Regions from separate parts of the Hordeum vulgare genome. Here region 2 is linked to region 1. Evidence: chromatin contacts called from public Hi-C data. All regions are on one chromosome and are shown on one strand. The core of a region is the stretch at or near the end of the contact, and the rest is flanking DNA. Distances in the headings are between cores, read along the strand shown.

Region 1 (2,711 bases), core at 124-2,623:
GGTTCAACGATTTTGAAAAGGAGTTTAACAACATTGAAAAAAATTATTGAATTCGAATAAAAAATCATTGATTTCTAAATTTGAAAAAAAACTCATTGACTTTCAAAGAATTTCATTATATTTGAAAAACATTCGTGGATTTTGAAAATAATTCATTGGAATTGAAATAAAGTTTATTCAAGATTATGGACTTTAAAAAATATGTTTATTTTGGAAAAACAGTTCATTGATTTTTTAAAAATAATTGAATTTGAAAAAATCAAATTGAAAAATCAATTCATTAAAGTTTAAAGGTTCATTGAATTTTACTCCTTATTCATCAATTTTAAGAAAAAGTTCAGGAATTATTACAAAAATCATCGGACCACAAAAACTAAAAAAATAAAAATCAGAAACTAAAAATTAAAGAACGAGAAAACGAAAAGGAAAGATGAATGAAGAAAGGAAGTAATATGATACAAGTTAACATAACGGGCAATGTGGTGCAGTGGTTAGGGTAGCTTAGCTCGTAGCCGAGGTTACAGGTTCAGTCACTTGCCACGGTGCCTTGCTTGCGTCTAAAAATTAGGAAGAAGAATGAGGAGATGGGCTGGCCATCATGGAAGTGCTTTACGAGTCCTTTTACAAAAACACAACTAACAGGTGCCTGAAACGCTAAATAGAAACGGTCGTTAGCAACTTTTGAACTTTTAACTCCAACGCGGCTCTCATATATGGCATTTCCTATTTGACGCTGCAGGCCTCAGTTAACGTGCATATTGTTAACTGACGCCTGCAGCGTTCTTAAATGGGCCTCTCCATCTAGATGCCGGGTGACCAACCATTTCTCCAAAAATTCAATGAAGTTTTTTAAATATTAATGATCTTTTATAAATATTTAATGAATATCTTTTAAAATTGATAAACTTTACTCTAAAATTCGATCAACTTTGAAATTCTATGAATTGTTTTGAATACCGGTGAACTTTTTAAAAATTGATGAACTTCTTTAATATTTATGAATTTTTGTATCAGTTCAATGATTTTTTTTAAATACAAGTTTTTTTGTATTTCTATGAACTAGTTTCAAATTTAATGACTTGTTGACAAATTTAATGAACTTTATCCAAATTGGATGAACTTTTTAAAATTTTAATGAACGTTTTTTTAAATTGATGAACTTTTTTAAAACAGATGAACCTTTTTGAAAGATATGATTTTTTTGAAATGGATGAACCTTTTTATTTAAATATGTAAATATTTGGTTATTTCATATTTCTATTATTGTAACAAATAGAAAATCTGGGCTATTTTTCTCTACTGTATCAACAGAATAAAAACAGCACAAAAAGATAGACAGCTCGCGACGATGCTAGTGGTCCGGTCCAGGTTAACGGGCGCCTGAAACGCTGATTCGGAGCTCCCGTCATATATCGCTGGTAGCAATCACTCACTCGCGTAGGCTAGGCAGGCCGGCCAATTATAAAAACTTTCTGAAAGGATCCTAATCAGTTTTGGGAACCTTCTCCAAAGTTCCTGAATTTCTTTTCTATTTTCCTTATATTTTTCTGCTATTTGTTCTTTTCTATGCTTCCTTGTTTTCTTTCCAAATTTTAAAAAAGGAACAACAAACTCAAAAAATGCTTGAAAATTAAAATGGTTGATAATATCACAAAACAGTTCAAGTTTTTTTAATGCTCAGAAATTCAAGATGTGTTCACAATTTCAGGAAATTTCGAGAGAATTTTTCGAATTCACAAATAGTTTTTCTAATCACGAATCTTTTACGAATTTGTGAACATTTCTTCAAATCCATGAATGAATTCTCTATCCATAGATTTTCATGAAGTTTTTTGTAGTTCTAAAACATCTTTGAATGTGCGAACAATTTACAAATCCTTTAACATTTTCTGAATTCTTTATATTTATTTTTGAATTAGTGCATAGTTCCTGAATCTGTGAACATTTCTTAAATCCCGTAAAAAAATGAATTCGTCAATATTATTGAAATGTTGAGCAGTGTTTTATTTCAGGAACATTTTTGGATCTCATGAACATATTTCAAAATTCTGGAATTTGTTAATTCGTTATTTTTGTAACTCATGAGTTTTTCTGAATTCATAAACATATATGAATTAAAGATTTTTTTTGAATTCATGATCCTTTTTCAAATATATATAATATAAGTTTTTCCCGCTTTCCTTTCATTTCTGTTTTTTTATTCATGAAAGTTTGTGAATTTGAGAATATTTTTGAATCAGCATTCTTTTCCAAATTTGTGATTTTTTCCTTTATGTTCACGTTTCCTTAGTTCAGGACATTTTGTTCAAATTGACTTGAACTTACACCACATAAAACGAATCAAAAATTTATAATCCCCGCAACCTAATTTGCGAATTTTGGGATTATAACTGACACCACTTAAAACAAATCAAAAAATTATAATCCCGGCAACCTAAGAATATTTGCGAATTTTGGGATTATAATGACACCACTTAAAACAAAATAAAAAGTTATAATCCTGACACCATTTGCGAGTTTAAGAACATTCATGAAGAATCACCATGTGCTAGCTTGAGGCAAGGCTAGTTTGTGCCATGAGCTGGGCCAAGCGTATGTTAGTATCGTGCGGGTAACCTAGTTGGCGCCACGAGCTGGCGATCTGAGCGACGCCCGCACTCATATAGAGCTCCTAGTCAGCCCTTCAATCGTTTATATACTACTCCCTCCGT
Region 2 (2,711 bases), core at 78-2,577, 350 kb before region 1:
TTCTTTAATGACTAAAAGTTTCTCACGAGCGTGGAGAGATATAAAACGAGAGCCAACTAAGACTAGTCAAACAACAACAACAACAACAACAACAACGCCACCACCACCACTAAAATCTTTAGTCCTAAACAAATAGGGTAGGCTAGATTTAAAACTCATAAGATCTCGCAATCACTTCATGGTTCTCACACATGTATAGCATGCTTCCAGAGACCCCTGTTTATGGCTAGTTCTTTGATGATACTTCAATGCTTCAGATTTCTTTTTACGGACTCCCTCATATCAAGTTTAGTCTACCCTACCTTCTTTGACATTATTAGTACACTTTTAGCCGTCCGCTATGGTGCTACACGTGCAAATAAACTTCTTACAAAGTTTAAAGTTTAGTATGAATTGCACAAATGTTTTTGTACTCGCACCTTTCACAAATATAAGATGATATAACTTTTTACCGAATCAGATGTATATAGACAAATTTTATTGTATTAGCAAAAGGACTTGTGCGTTGCAACAAAAAACACTTAGTTCAAGATTTTACAAGGCCATGTCTTCTATTTGATACACTATATTTAGTAGGTATAGATTTGTTTAGTCATTAGGTATACATTTGTTCACTCATTTTAGAGCGTATATAGTCCACACTGAAGTATCAAAACATATTATATTTGTCAACAGAGGGAGTATATAACTTTATTGTTTGTGTAAATGGATCTATGCCACTATCTCGTGCTAAAATGTGAACTGCATTGTAAATCAATCCGTGGTTGGATGGTTAGAAAAACAGAGGTGTCTTAATCCATCAAGTTTCAAGTCCTAAACTTTACATGGTGCTCGTATTTTTTTTTTTGATTTATTTTAGAACTTTTGATGACGTGCATATAGTGAGAGGAAACAGTGTTTCCGTCCACTATGAAGACATTTGTGGTAACTTCGTCATTGTCAACATGATGTGTCCGTCTAATCTTTTGAAGGTGTTCATAGAAATAGAATATGTATGTGTATATTTATAGAAATGAATGTATGTATGTATATATGAGCGGCTCGTGTGTACGGTCTTAAAAAAATACAAACTGCACCTCCAACAGGGTGATTACGTTATAAATTTATCCTTTTTCCGAGGGGTGGTAAGTCAAATCTATCCTTGACAACGAAAAGGGTTCCCTAACACGGCTAGCACGGGCTAGAAACGTTGGCCCAAAACCATGGGCCGGTGCAACTTTAAATGCTATAGCAAATGTGGACCGAGCATGCCGTAAAGCAGGTCAAGGAAGGAAAAACAGGTCCAAAGCCCAGGCGCGGCTCCCTCCTCTAAAACCACGAGCCGACGGCGGCGAGACCGCGAGCCAACGGCGACGAGAAAGCTACACGACTCGGCGGTTATCCCACACCCCGCCCCGCCGCGCGTCGCCGTCCGCATTCGCTCCCATCCCCGCGCCACCCGCCGCCTTCTCCCCGACCGAATCCGACGGCCTCCTCCTCTCCTCGCCTCCTTTAATCCTCTCCCCACGCGAAACCGTGGGCGCTCTCGTCTCCCTTCACTCCTCGCTCCTCCGCCCCGTGACACCCAACCCTCCAAAACCCTAGCCGTCTGTCGCCGCGGCTCGATCTAATGCTGTGACCTCCCGACACCGTCCCCGCCTCCCCGCGTCGCGATGGAAGGCCCCGTCGCCGCCCCCTCCTCCTCCGCCGCGCCCGCCGTCGCTAGGGTTACGGCCGCCGCGCCCTCCGCTGCCGCGGCCCCGCAGCCTCTCGCCGCGCAGCAGCCGCCTGCCGCCGCGGTCGCGGGAGCCGCGGCGGGGTGCCGCAGGCAGGTGTTCTCCGTGGAGCTCCGGCCCGGTGAGACCACCATTGTGTCGTGGAAGAAGCTGCTGAAGGAGGCCGGGCACGCGGCGGCCGCACCTTCGCAGCCGCTGGCAGTGGTGCCGGCGGAGCCTGCCGTTGCTGCACAACCGGGCCCGCCCGCTGCGGTAAGCAGTGCTCCTGCTTTGGGTGTTGTCTGTCTGTCGATTGATTTGGGTGTGATAGTTTGCTGCGCAGATTTGACCTGCGGCTAGATGCATAATTGCATCGGTGTGCTCGTTTTCTCTGTCAAAATAGCTGCAAGGGCACTAGAAGCCAAGTGTGCGATATTTCAGTAGTTCAGTATCATTTCCTTCTGTCTTTGTAATTCTTGTAGTAGTTGGTCATGCCACAACCTTATCATTCCACATACATTGCTCTTCACCAAGCATTTTGGTTTCAGATAGTGCATGCTGAACATACGAGGAGTGCTCTGTGTGTTTAACATCGAGTTTATTATACTATTCAAAATCAGGCACACCCTGCAGAAAATGACCCAGAAGATCCAGCACAGCCAAATCGGTTCAATGCCGTTATCGAGAAAATTGAGCGCCTTTACATGGTAAAACGAATAATGACATTATTTCACTCCAAATTGTCCATGCACTGAGTTATGACTCTATTCAAATTGCCAGGGTAAACATAGCAGCGATGAAGAAGATCTTGGTGATGTACCGGACGACGATCAATATGACACTGATGATTCTTTTATTGATGACGCTGAATTGGTTGGTTGCTCAATTCTACTTAGCCTTATCTTATATACATATGAGAACGACCATATGGTTCTTCTGTATCTTTTCTGATCTGATTGATGTGTACTGCACCAATAAACTTCTACCTGCTCTGTATATTGTTGTGTAATCATGCAG

What was found. Hi-C and Micro-C count contacts between places; a contact is called where the count stands out from the background.
Region 2: a contact with region 1 is called in a Hi-C map of leaf, with 2.3 times the contacts expected there. The contact joins the promoter of LOC123445119 here to the enhancer-like site in region 1. A contact is called at or near these places in 2 of 6 Hi-C or Micro-C datasets (leaf and seedling).

The regions. Positions count from the first base shown.
Region 1 is chr3H:563,772,328-563,775,038 of MorexV3_pseudomolecules_assembly, reverse strand. No RefSeq gene overlaps it. Among protein-coding and RNA genes, the nearest start is that of LOC123445115, 140 kb to the right of the region's middle. Within about 2 kb of position 1,373, at least 2 of the 3 cell types and tissues checked have open chromatin away from gene starts, as enhancers often do. A contact at or near this core is called in leaf, where this site is marked.
Region 2 is chr3H:564,118,448-564,121,158 of MorexV3_pseudomolecules_assembly, reverse strand. It overlaps LOC123445119 (ubinuclein-1-like), which reads left to right and starts at 1,327. Exons shown (of 13, transcript XM_045122053.1): 1 at 1,327-1,967; 2 at 2,315-2,401; 3 at 2,475-2,567. The coding sequence starts at 1,653.